3 separate regions of the Mus musculus genome follow, and regions 1 and 3 are each linked to region 2. A link is a contact called in public Hi-C and HiChIP or PLAC-seq data. All regions are on one chromosome and are shown on one strand. The core of a region is the stretch at or near the end of the contact, and the rest is flanking DNA. Distances in the headings are between cores, read along the strand shown.

What was found. HiChIP or PLAC-seq counts read pairs in DNA pulled down with a chosen protein or histone mark. A called contact is a pair of places that touch in the nucleus more often than the background predicts.
Region 1: a contact with region 2 is called in a CTCF HiChIP or PLAC-seq map of CD8 T cells, with 28 read pairs. The contact joins two enhancer-like sites. A contact is called at or near these places in 1 of 39 promoter capture datasets (the HPC-7 cell line), 1 of 15 datasets of contacts at CTCF or cohesin (CD8 T cells), 3 of 484 Hi-C or Micro-C datasets (Th1 cells, Th2 cells and pro-B cells), 2 of 115 datasets of contacts at active chromatin or transcription factors (CD8 T cells and effector CD8 T cells) and 3 of 9 other capture datasets (adipose tissue, embryonic stem cells and liver).
Region 3: a contact with region 2 is called in a Hi-C map of granulocyte-monocyte progenitors, with 4 times the contacts expected there. The contact joins two enhancer-like sites. A contact is called at or near these places in 3 of 15 datasets of contacts at CTCF or cohesin (CD8 T cells, the NIH/3T3 cell line and pro-B cells), 28 of 484 Hi-C or Micro-C datasets (B cells, the Ba/F3 cell line, the C10 cell line and 20 more), 5 of 115 datasets of contacts at active chromatin or transcription factors (the 230-238 cell line, T-cell acute lymphoblastic leukemia, bone marrow-derived dendritic cells and 2 more) and 1 of 9 other capture datasets (embryonic stem cells).

The regions. Positions count from the first base shown.
Region 1 is chr3:59,227,552-59,232,018 of GRCm38.p6, reverse strand. Med12l (mediator complex subunit 12-like) reads right to left here. Exons shown (of 44, transcript NM_177855.3): 16 at 4,189-4,336. P2ry12 (purinergic receptor P2Y, G-protein coupled 12) reads left to right here. Exons shown (of 5, transcript NM_001357008.1): 2 at 4,438-4,467. Among named protein-coding and RNA genes, the nearest start is that of P2ry13, 19 kb to the right of the region's middle. Within about 2 kb of position 2,923, at least 142 of the 459 cell types and tissues checked have an H3K27ac peak or open chromatin away from gene starts, as enhancers often do. A contact at or near this core is called in CD8 T cells, Th1 cells, Th2 cells and 1 more, where this site is marked.
Region 2 is chr3:59,079,634-59,083,978 of GRCm38.p6, reverse strand. It overlaps Med12l (mediator complex subunit 12-like), which reads right to left. Exons shown (of 44, transcript NM_177855.3): 11 at 895-1,026. Among named protein-coding and RNA genes, the nearest start is that of Gpr171, 20 kb to the left of the region's middle. Within about 2 kb of position 2,893, at least 80 of the 459 cell types and tissues checked have an H3K27ac peak or open chromatin away from gene starts, as enhancers often do. A contact at or near this core is called in CD8 T cells, Th1 cells, Th2 cells and 3 more, where this site is marked.
Region 3 is chr3:59,311,313-59,315,557 of GRCm38.p6, reverse strand. It overlaps Med12l (mediator complex subunit 12-like), which reads right to left. Exons shown (of 44, transcript NM_177855.3): 43 at 2,624-2,705; 44 at 1-861. The coding sequence ends at 809. Among named protein-coding and RNA genes, the nearest start is that of Igsf10, 31 kb to the left of the region's middle. Within about 2 kb of position 2,762, at least 83 of the 459 cell types and tissues checked have an H3K27ac peak or open chromatin away from gene starts, as enhancers often do. A contact at or near this core is called in CD8 T cells, granulocyte-monocyte progenitors and memory CD8 T cells, where this site is marked.

The sequences.
Region 1 (4,467 bases), core at 1,674-4,173, 150 kb before region 2:
CCATCTTTATATGGGTATTTTTTACTGAAGTATGGCACAATAATAGATGAAAGCAATATATACTCTATGCATTTTGACAAACAGAATGAGATCCAAATCGTGAAATAGTACCTCAAAAGTCCACCTACCTGACTCTAATCTCCTCTCCCTCCCCAAGGGGCCAAAGGTTTGGACAGCTTCCATCGTGGGTGGGTGGAAACTTTCACTCAACACTATGTTTTAAGATAGCCTCATTATTTAGGTAATTTTAATGTGTACTAATTGTTAGTAATTTTCACATACTTTATTCCAATGCATAAAAATATGCCACTACTTATTCTTGCAAATAATGACTTGATTCTGGCTATTATAAAGTGTCTTTGCAAGCATTCATCATTAAGTAACTTTAAAGATATAGTAATGAATCACCACGGTTGGGTGGGGAACACCAAGGCCCACTGTGACTAAACAGGATACATTACAGGCTTTTTAAAAAAATATGGATTATTTATTTATTTTGTATTCATATGCACTCATCAGGGAACATTTCGGTAAACCAAGAAAAATTTAAGGGTGTTCTCTCCTCCAGACATCAAATTCAGAGGATGAGGCTTGGTAGCAAGATCCTTTGCCTTCTGAGCCATTTCACTGACTTTTAGACTCACCTCTGTACTTTTATAAATCAGTAAATATATGTATATTTTTGCTTATTTGAGGAAAACTGGTTTTCTTAACAACTAAGAGCAAAATTAAAGTCTCTGGAAACAGGATTTCATCTATGTATATACAAAGACAAATTTTTAAATGAAAGTAATGGTTGGGTTACAGTACTTCTACAGCACTGTGCGCCATCTGGTTAGAGGGAGCACTCCAACTCAGTTTCATGTGGGAATTGTTAGCTCAGAAAACAAAATGTTTCTTATTGCTCTAGAAGTTGGCAAGACTCCAAGCTCCTCCACATCAAAAGTGGACCTCCCTTTGAACAGTAAGTGAGATACAAAATCCAAGTGAGTTGTCACGTTTCTGCTTTGTACAATGGATGGTGATACCAGAATGAACAGAGTAGTAAAAAGAGCTGGTACTGGGCAGGGGAGATAGCACGGTTAGCAAATGGCTTGCCCTGCAAGCATGAGGCTCTGAGTGCGGAATCCAGAACCCATGTTTTAAAAAAAAAAAAAAAAAAAAAAAAGCTAGGCGTAGTGACACCGGCCTGCGATCACAGCCCCTGGGAGGCAGAGATGGGACAAGTCATGCTTCGCTGAGTTACAAGCCAATAAAAGACCCTGTTTCAAAGTACAAACAACACAGTGGAGGACACTAGAAGAATGACATTTGAGTTTGTTTTCTGACCCTCCATGCTCACATACATTAAGGAAGTGCTGGTAAAACACATGACAAAAACTTCCTTCTGTCATTAGACCTCCTTCTCTTCCAGCATCTATTCTCATAAGCACAAGTTAAACGTGGGATGAGGCCTTCTCTCTCACTGCTCTTATATGTATCATAAGTATAGTTGAGATACCCAAGTTTTGACTTAGTTTTCAATTCCCTAGAATCATTGCTCCAAAACTGAAAGGGTCCAACCTACTACTGTCTTGTGTTCATATTAATCATTTAGTCTCCCTTGGATCGAAATAAACACAGAAGACTTGGGGAAGTAGGCCTAGCTCAGAACTCCCAAGTGCATTTTCCTTTGCTCATTTGTATAAACAGGTTCCATTACTGAACATGTAAGGTCATAAAAGCTCAACTTGATATAACTGGGTCTTGTAACCTAGAAAGGAAACCACTGATAACTAATGATGCTTTGAAATGAAAGATTTCAGTGTCGTTTGCATAAGTAACAATACACTGGGGATATAAAGAGGTTTTGTTTTGTATTGTTTTATTCTTTTGCCCGTTTCCTTGTTTTCCTGGCATGCACCACTGCTCTTTCAATACTTAATTTTTACATAAAAAAATTAAGCCTTTAAATTCTGAAAGTATTGGCCTTTTTAGACAATGTTATAGTGAAGTTGACATGAAATTTGGCTGTTTAACTGGAAATAGTGTTTAAGCTTTAAGTTAGGGGAGCAGAGGTTGCTCAGGCAGCAGACTGTCTGCTTAGCATCACACAGGCCTGAGGTCAACCCTTAGCAGCACATAAACAGGCATGGTGGTGGGAGCCCATAATCCTAGCACATGGGAGACAGAAGCAGGGGGAAGAGACTTTCGGGTTCATCCCTCAAATTCCAGCCTGCCTGGAAAACAGAAGACTCCATCTCAAAAAGAGACAAAACATAACAACAGACTTCCAGTTACAAATCCCCTAGGGGAAGACTGGCTGGTTCTGTAAGTGTCCTAAAGGGTTCTTCAAAAGTCTAATTTTTGTTTTCTCAACATTAAAGCACATGCTAGTCCAAGGGATAGTTTCCTTTTTTCCTTTCCAATCTTCACATTGCTAAGTAAAGTAGTTGTGTGTGTGTGTGTGTGTGTGTGTGTGTGTGTGTGTGTATACAAGTTTCCTGTAGCCTCAAATACAGTTGGCTAACTTCTTGTATACAAAGTCTTAAATAATAACTTAAAATGAAGACTGTTTACCAAGTGGCTGTGCACTGTGGCTGAGATTAAATCGAGGAAGATGTCAGTTTGAAGTGGTGTTTGTGTGACTAATACTTTGAAAGCCCGCACAGTGAATATCTCTTTTGTAGTCCATACGGAAGAATATCTACTTAAGGGGTTGGCACAAAGACAAAACAAGACTAGTTTGGCATTAAAGCAAAACTGTGAAGGAAGGAAGGAAGGAAGGAAGCTTGACAGCAAGACTGCTTCTTTCCCCTTCCCACTTCCTTTGGTCTTTCTCCACCATAAACTTCAGAAATCTGCAAAGGCCCTCTACACTAATTTAGATGAATTAAGCGTGACTGTGCCTCTTATAGACATCAGCACCTCCCACCGCATTCCAACTCCCCCGAAAGCTACTTCAAATGCCCTTGGCTAGGGACTTGTGAGCCTTCCATATTCAGGCTTCTATCGCAACTTATTTCCTGTTTTCTCTGAGGGAGAAAAAAAATAGCACAAGGAGAGTTTTCTTAGACAGAGCAGTTTCTTTTTCAAGCTCAATGAGAAGAAGCCAACAGAAGACAGTTTCATTTCCCTTTCTCGGCTCTTGGTTGCTTCTTGTGGCGCTGGCATATTGAAGGTCCTAAACAGGCAAGGGAAGGGAGCCAGGGGTGGAGACAGATCACATGAGGGCAACTTCCCCACAGTGTTCTCCAAAGCCCATCCAGCAGACAGCCTGCGCTCAGGTAGGCTTACCCATGCTGATGGCAGACAAAAGTTACAATTGTTTCCACCTGTAGGGAAAAAATCTAGCATACACAAACAAGCCCTAATAATGCACCCCATTAACGTCATAAAAATGGAAAGGTTCCTAGGGGTTTCTACTCAAGTAGGAAAACCAGCTGTGAACATAGGGCAAACGCAACCCTGTCCTCCTTCATAGGAATGACCATGCTAGAGAGGGAGCGAGCAGTGGCAGGGCTAAGGTAGAAAATGATGCCATGTTTTAAACCATGATTATGAAATGACGTAAACCTTAAAGAGAGTAACTAGGCAAATATGATAATAGATAATAGATAATTATAGGACTTCAATTATGCAACACAATGACGCACTATGAGGGCCAAGCTCTGAAAGAAACAACAACAACAACAACAAAAACATGTGAGAAGAACAGGGAAAGAAAATTCCAAGTCAAAAAGATCAAATTGCCTCTTTCACTTTTCTGTGGTGACAGACTTAGCCATGGCTACTATGGCAATTAGGTTTTGGCTAATGTGGAATCAGCATCTATATGATGACCTGCCACTCATGTGAAACACAGAGCAAAAACAAATGGTGCAAAGGAAAGGTGAACTGGCTGTTTGCAGGCAGAGTATTTCTCCTCCTCGTCACTCAGAACATCACCCACAGCAATGACCATAGAAAGCTTGGCACCCAGATGACAAAGTACAAATCTCACCTGTATCTCCCTACAAAAGGCGGTCAATGCGAATGCTACTAATAATGAACGCAAGGCCTTAGAGTGTAAATGTGCCTATTCATATTTCAGTGTGACAGTCATTCATGAGAGGAAACACTGGGGACAGTGACATGGAGCGCTCTGATAAGGCCTGTGGGCAGAGGGAGCACAAACGCAATGGGAGCCAGGGCACTGAGGCGCCTTACCCCCTGATTCTGTGGTGCCCTTCTTGTTCAGGATTTTGAGGATATCTTTGGTAATCTTCTTCAGCTGATGCCTGGCTTCATCACGCTCTTTTCCGACTCCATAGAGAAGGATTGTGCGCTGGTTACATTCATGACTTGAAGATTCATCCTGAAAAACAGCAACAGCCCCTGAAACCAGTTTGCAGAGCTGGGGGTACATTTTCTTCTCCTGCACCACACTAATCACATCCTTTCCATGCCTGCTTGCAGGGGTGGCATCTACCTGCTTGGCAACTCACC
Region 2 (4,345 bases), core at 1,644-4,143:
TATAGGACAGGCAGGTGAGGCAACAAAGGGATACTCTGTGGGCCTTAGGGAGCTCTGTCTGCCTCAGGAAGGGGGGACTACGATCTGTTTACACTTCTACAAGCCCACTCTGTGATTCCTGTAGAGGAGAGAGGAGAAGAAAGTAGAAGCAGAACTGAATAGGAGGCCAAAAGTCATCAAGGTGAGGCAGGCCATAGTCCTCAACAGATTACACTGTCCCTGGGGCCACTAGGCTAATGTTTATATTAAGAAAATTCACTTTAAGATGGGGGTGGGGGCACACTCCTTTAACTCCAGCACTTTAGGGAGGTAGAGGTAGGTAGAGAACTCTGAGGCTGAGGCCAGCCTGGTCTACAAAGCAAGTTCCTGGGCAGCCAGGGCGACATAAAGAAGCCCAATCTTAAAAAACAAAAAACAGCAAAGAAAGAAGGTTCACTTAGAAAATTCCCCTTCAACAGTAGCTAACATTGACAAATATTGGCTATGGGTTTTTGGGGCTTTAATGATTCTATCTAGAACTAAATCATAATCCCAAAATGATAATTCAAATTGATATCTACAATCTCATAATCCTGTCTCTAGAAAATAGAGTCTACTAATTCATGAGGTGGCTTCAAAATGTCAGAAAATTGGTTTACACTATATACAAGTTTACATACATTTATTGCTGTTTTATGAATCTCTGTCTCACAAAGTTGGGTTTCTTTTTTCTTATCTAAATGTTAAATCCATGTCTACTTAGATCCTACTATGAGTCTTAAGAAGACTATATGTCCTTTGCACACCTTTCTCAAGACAAAGAAAGCTAATGGAATAAAGGTAAAGAGGAAGATATCTCTTCTCACCACAGCATATTTAACTATGTCATGCATAAAAGAAGAAAAACAGACCCACCTCTGCCTCAATCTCCGCTTGCCTTTTCTCCAAGAGTTTCGCCACAGCCATGGCCCTGTGCTTACCAGACCTTTTGCAGCTTACAGCCCATTCACATAACAATGTCACCACAGCTTCATCATTGGGGGCAACCTAATGACCAAGAGAAATGTACCAACAATATCACGTTAATGCAAGCAAAGGACTGCCTAATCCTTAAAGCTTTGTTCCCAAGTTTTACTAGCAGAGTGCTTTCAAATCACTTTAACTCAAGCAGGGGAGGAAAACACTCAAAATACAGCTGAATGTGAAACAATTCCAAGAGAACTAGAGTTTCCTTAAAGATAATGACCACTGGGGGCTAGAGAGATGGCTCAGCGGTTAAGAGCACTGACTGCTCTTCCAGAGGTCCTGAGTTCAATTCCTAGCAACCACATGGTGGCACACAACCATCTGGTAATGGGATCTGATGCCCTCTTCTGGTGTGTCTGAAGACAGCGACAGTGTACTCACATACATTAAAGAAAGAAAGGAAGAAAGAAAGAAAGAAAGAAAGAAAGAAAGAAAGAAAGAAAGAAAGAGGGAGAAGGAAGGAAGGAAGGAGGGAGAGAGAGAGAGAAAGAGAGAGAGAGAGAGACCACTGAACTCCAATGACACTGAAATACTATTACAAAGGGCGCATACTCAACCCCACTGTTAGGTGGTTAGAATGTGGACTTCCCCCTCTTTCTCCCTTCTTCCCCCCTCTCTCTACCTTCCCCCTCCCCTCTTCTCCTTCTGCTCTCCATCAGCATACCACATACTCCCCTCCATGATTATTCATATCCACTATAGACCCAGAGACATCAGGCCCAGTAACCATGGGGTAAAACCTCTACAATATAATGATCCAAAATAAATCTTCCCTCAGTTAAGTATTCTGTCCCAGCAATGGAAAACTGACTGACATACTTGATGGTACCTCCTTGGCTTATACTTATATGGACTTGTTTTCCTTACATTAAGTAGCTATTGCTATTAAGTGCCTAGTTACATGAGAGGCACTATGAATACTTAATGCTGCACTAATAATGGGTTCACAACATCTTATGTCATCTAGCAATGACATGCCCTTTTATAAATGTAAGCAAATTATCCACAGGTACCTCAAAGCCTGCTGATTTCACAGCTGAGGGGCTTCCTGTCAGCCATGCCCCTGCCTCCACTTGCAAATACCTTCCTCTCTTGTCTGACTGTACACCAACTGTAATACACCTTTCATGAATCCGTGAACCCCTCTCCTTCAAGACAAATCCTAGTGGTATATCCTCCTCCCTGTCACCATACCAGCAGCCTTTCAGTGAGCTCAGAAGCCCAAAGTAAGAAAACACACCCACATCCTTGGAATGATGTGGCAGGCATGAGGCCAGGGACTAAGGATGTGATGGAAGGCATAAGGCACAGCCCCTGACATCACAGAGCAGGCGTCTGAGAAAGGTAACTGTGCCCAAGCACAGCCAAGAAAGAAACAAAGCCCTCCTATTTCTGGTGACAGTAATCAAGCACAATGCCTAAACCGGGTGGACTCAGGTAAGTACAGGACATGCTGAACTTGAGACTTCTGTTACCTAAGAACTCTAAACTTTGAGCACAAACTGGTATGAAACCATCATAAACAAGCACTATGTAGGTTTTGCGGTTGGAGTTTCATGGTGATACTAGGAGCAGAGACTGAGAAAACGACCCATGCTGTGCTGTCCTGAAGCACTCTGCTCTGGCTGGGGCATCTGGCCTGGCTGTTTCATTACTTGGAAAGAAGTCTGTTCACAGGGGCCCCAGAAAGAGAATTGAAAAGCAGCTTTTCCTGCCTGCCACCCTTGGGTCTTCCCTCTTCTCCACGTTCCTGAAGCGCCCAAACGTGCAGTGCAGCCTCTGCTCTCACACCAGGCAGGATCAAAAGCAGAGAGGCCAAGAGGAAGGAAGTGGTCCAAGAGCTCTGCAAAGCTGTGGGGCCCTCCCCACCTGGCGGCCTGGAGATGAGGTCACCAGTAACTGCCTAGTCAGTACCGGGAAGCTGAGGGCTCCGTGGTTCACTCCCCTCAGGTGACTGCTGGGCCCAGAGGCCACTGTCAGACAGCCTCTGAGCTCTGAATTGAATGCGAGAATTTCTTCCTTTTATAAGACACAGAGTGGAAAAAATACTAAAACACAAGGTGCATTCCCTACCTTCTTTACAGCAGCACTCAAGTTGACACCGCCCCAGCAGGGAAAGAGTAAAAGCAGCTCACATTCCATGAGCTATTAGTGAAAGCGTGCCCCCAGCACGGGCAGGGTCAGCTCCTCTCACCACAGGCAGAGCCTGGTGTCAAATGTTCTCACCTGTACTCTACAATTTCTAACGGACTTTAGCTGACTATTGAAGCTGAGGCTGTACGCAAATCAGGACTCTCCACCTCCTACAAGGATGTGAAGGATCAGATTTCCCTCTTAGCCATTACAAAGCAGTCTGCAAGGACTACAGAGACAGGAGGGGCTGAGGTCCCCCCAGCTGGTATGAGAAAGAACACCCCTTGTAAAAGCAAACATCAAACCACCATGACTAGAGAGAGGTTGCTAACTTTATCTCCCACCACGCATGCAACATCAATCCTGGACAAATTATAGGACCCAAGAAAAAAAGGAGGTACATTTTAAAGATGGGAGATACATATCTGAGTCTTAACCAACCACTCAATATATCTCCATCTTACTAGAGAACAGGTACATAATGTTGGTTCTTCCAATAAAATATAAGCTATTTTATTACTGGCCACAGTAGCAATTTTTGGAACATACTTATTATGTTTTATAATCTCAATGGATATTCATGCTCAAGTGTTGTATAACTATGCGAAAACTCTGAGCACACAACTGTGAGTAACTTGCTCTAAGCCACACAGCTACCATCCAATATTTACATGTGAATTCCAGGAATAACAAGTAACTCAGTGCTCAGGAAAACAGTGGCTCCTGAGCCAGGCACGGTGGCACACGCCAGCAATCTCAGCACTAAGCAGGCAAGGCAGGAAGATTTGGAGTTCAGAAGTCTCCCTGAGCCACAGAGGACCTTATCTCCAAATAAGAAGGGAAAAAGAAAGGGAACAGAAAAAGAGGGGAGGAGAGGGGAAGGGGAGGGGAGGAGAGGGGAGGGGAGGGAAGGGGAGGGGAGGGGAGGTTGATTCTTTGGTTCAGTGGACAAGTAAAACCGTCTGTTATCATTATTTAAAATTGTAAATGGACAAGTAAAACTGTCACTTGCAAACTTATACATAAATACATGCCTTAATATAAATGCATATTAAAAACTAAAGCCACGTTTTAAAGATGTTAATGCTATAAACTTAACATTTTAAGTATTTAAACATTAATGTTTAAATATTTAATGTTACAGAAGGGGCCGTCCATACAGATATCCTCCCAGATTAAAAGTTAGGAAGCGTGAACTAAAAGTTAA
Region 3 (4,245 bases), core at 1,513-4,012, 230 kb before region 2:
CATGAGGTTCTGAAGAACCTAAACTGGACAGTTATTTTTTTTTTTAAACCAAAACTGGCAGTAAGTAAAATGGACCGATTCCACCGTGGTTCTTCTGGCCTCCCGTGGTTATAGGTTGTACCTTCATGAAGAATCTGGATAAAGATTTTGCCACTGGGAACAAATTTGAGTGCAGCTGCTTCTGAGAGACTCCCACAGTCCTCCAGGTGGCTCTTGCAGAAGCCCTGAAGAAGCGGAAGTACTAAGCAACAATCCGTTTCAGCACCTTTGGACCACAACAAAAGCGAAGCCAAGTCCTTCATAAATGCGAACGAAGTTTATAAAGTGCTTATGAAAATGATCAACATTTCAAATTAAAGTGATGCAAAAAAAAAAAAAATGTTCACCCCACCGCCACGGTCGAGTGAAGAGCTAATGTGTCCACTCCCGCGAGACCTGCCACAGCTTTCAAATCAGTAGTTTGGTCCACCACAGGTTTAAAAAAAATCGTTAATGAATACATAAATATTTAAACCTACCATAATTCATTCTTTATGTAAATATGAGATAAAAAAGCACCAGTTTCAAAAGGTCTGCTACCACACTATCTGGAGTAGGCCTGTATGATCCACATTTTAAAACCTATTTTAAATCTGATAAAACCAAACCATGACTCCTTTACTTATTTAAATACTTCTGCATGAAATGTAGCATAAAATATAGGAAAACATAAATAACCAAAGACCAAAGGAGACGTCTTATGAGGACTACTAAATTTGATTTTCTGTTTTTCAGTGCAAACATAAACTTCATGTCTTCTCTTTCCGATTCAAAAGTGTGAAGGGTGTGCACAGGGAGTCACTCCTTGCTGTGGCTGGTTACCTAAGGGGAAAGCAAACACAACAGTTACAGATGTGAACTGGTGCTGCAGATAACACCTTCTCTCTGGCGGGCCTCTCAGTAACAGCCCCAGGTATGGGAGGACAGAGCAACAGGCTAGACCCTGGGGCCAATAACCATGTAATGTGACCAAATGTATTCTGTAGAGGGGCCAAGTCTACAGGAGAGACCCACAGCTGCCCACACAATGCCTCGGGATTAGATAGATTGACTCACAGTGTCCAAGAGCTGTATTCCAGCTCTTGACACTCTGGGGACAGCAGAGCAAGCTGACATGCTCTTCAGATAAGTCTGCAATACAGGACTCCTCAGTGCTGATTTATAAACACTATAAGGCCAAGCCTTCAGGTTATATTCTCTGCAAGAATTTTAACTCAAAAATATCGTCGTATTTCATTGTTTTAATCACAGATTATTTAATAGAGTATACCTACTTAAAAAAAACAGCTAGGAAAAAAATTGATCTTACTTCACGTAACCAAAATTAACTGAGGCTACATGAAAACATACACACATATTTCAGGTTTGGAAATTAAAGAAAAATCTCATGTATGTATTCATGGAACATGGTGATGTGTTACATAAAGACACAGACAAGTGTACATTATATGTTAAAGACCAAAAACAAAAACAAAATAAAATAAAGAAAAATTAAGATATGACTGGCAGAGACACCAAGGAGTGTGGAGGGAGGTGGGGGGCAATTCTCTCTGTCAAGATTCCCACATGCAAAGCAGTCATGCAAAAAGCTACCCCTCAGCCACAAATGGATGCCACATCACTGTTTCAACATGCAGCAGACTCCACCCTGTAACTCAGAAACACTGAATCTGAAAGCCACGGGAAAACGTGTCTCCTATACTTTCATAGGTGGGAAAACGTGACCTAGCCAATAATGGCCACCTTGGCAAAGAAATCAGGTCTTGTGACTCCAGGCCACTATGTTTCACCACACAAGGGACTCACTCCATCTCTAAAACGATTCTATCCTGAGATACTGGTATAGGGGTGATCTAAGTCAAGGTCATGGGATGAGTTTCTCCTTAAACATTTCTAGCTCTATAAAAACAAGACCCGGGCATGGAGTTGAGGTTAAGCAGTAGAACACATGTCTGGAACACAGGAAGCCTTGGGTTCTATCCTCAGCACCATAAAATAAAACCAACAAAAGGGGGTTGGGTGTGCTTTGGGAAAGTCACATAAAACAACAGGAAAATACTGAATTTAAGGGGAAAAATGTGGCTTTTCCAGGGGAAGAAAAAGGTAAGTCCAAAACTAATCAAACTAAGACAAAGTGAAATACCTCAGACCAAGCCAAACATGAAAAAAAAATGTATGTATGTATGCATGCATGTATGCATATATTATGCATATATGTATGTGTGCACATATGTGTGCATGCATGGATATATGTGTGTGTATGCATGCATGTATGAATAAATGAATGTATGCATCTGTATATGTATGTATGTATATGTGTATGTATGTATGCATGTATGTATGTAACAAAAGTAGTCAAATAAAAGAGGAGGAGTGGACAGTGGAGGTCTAGGAGGGGTTTAATGGAGAGTAGCTGAGAGAGGAGACAGAAGAAAGCGAGGAAGGAAAGTGATGGAGCTCTATTTCAATGAAAAAGTCTTTAAAAATGTTTCAGAGGACACAGTGTGATTTCTGAAGAGCCTACTATGCCGGGCTTGTCGCTGACTCCCAGACTCCCCTGGCTCAGTGTGAGATAGGTACTTACTAGAAAGCTGCTTTTGGAGCTGTCGCACCAGGGCGGCTGTCTGTTGCTGTTGCTGGGTCTGCTGCAAGCCTTGCCTGGGGAACTGTAATTGCAACAAGGGGAAGGATGAGTCAGCCACTCGTGCTCCACAAGGCACAGGCTGTACCTCGGGGCTGGCTAAGGCACGTTCACATGCTCAGTTTGGATACGTCTGGTTTTGCCTACGGTACAGCTGGCCAAACAGTGCTTCCCGCAGGTACTTGCTTGGCATTTATCTTTAGAGTTTCCATGAAGAAGTGCTCACTACAGAGGTAGCCCACTCATCCAAGGACCTCTCTGACAAGATGAAAGCTCTCTGCTGTGGAGATCTGTCCAATGCCAACAGACCCCATGGGCAGGGCAGAGCAGAGCCTGTGAGATAGAGCATGGGTTTGTGGAACATCTGACCTCCACCTGACAGCCATGGCAGGGTGAGCTGGGCCATACACAAGAACACTCACATTTTAAGGAGTTTTCTCCTAGCCCTGTCTGAGGGGACCTGGAAGTACCACACAAGGAACTGCAGCTGATGTTTGAGGAGCATGGGGAGACTGACTGATCAGTGTCTGCTAGAAGCAAAGCTGTTTTTGATTAGAATCACCAATGATACTAGGACACTTCCTAACTGCAGGTGTCGGACTGCCTCTCTTTCTTTCCTTTCTCTACTCCTCAGCTGTCTTCTTGCGACTTAGAAACAACTGGGATGCTCTGATACGAGCATCTCTTAGTCATACACAAAGAACTGGTTGTTTCCTGTTAACCTCAGTCTGTGCCATCTGCCTGTATGGAACACAATAACCAGGCTGTCACAGCACCCTAGAGAGCATCTCCAGAGATAGAAAGTGAGAGCTGACCTAGGCCAGGGAGGAGCATGGTAAGGAGTTTTCTTTATTTTTGCCAGCTTCTTCCACAGTGGCTCTCTGCCAGCCTAGTGCATCCAAGGCAGCCGTGCCTGAGCTCTTCCCTCAGGTAACTGGGCTCTCTCCACCTCCCCTCTTCTCACCACACTAGGCTGAGAGGTCTGTGCTGTGCCTGTAACACATCTGCATTGCTTGTCCTTAATCTGCTTCACATCCCTAACGAGTTTTTAATAAGACCATTCTCAATGTGAATGCAACATGATTCCCTCTTCCTTGGAGGTCCTCAGTATGACTAAAAGCTGCCCAGGACTGTTAAGTCATATAGGAAATTCAAATACAGAATGCATAGCTAAATGTGAATTTCAGACAAGTAACAAGGAATTTTTTATTTTACTAATATTTAATATTTCACGTGACAAATACTGAATTTAGTCCAAGTAACCCAACAGAAAATTTGACGTAACACTTTTGCTAACTGCTTGCCTGAAATTCAGATTTAGCAGAAAACTCTAACTTTAGACAGCATTGCCAAGATGACTCTTCCATGTGTAATGGCACACAAAGATGATAAGCCATTGCCAGCACCAACCCTCTCCACATACAGGTCTGGGAAAACAGAACAACAATCATTCCTCTGTGTGGAAAATTCAGGAAGGCACGTGTTTTCTTTTTAATTCAACCATTTCAATGCTTAGAATCCTATTTAACAAGTCTTGCTATGTGCCATGAACTATTGTGGGCATT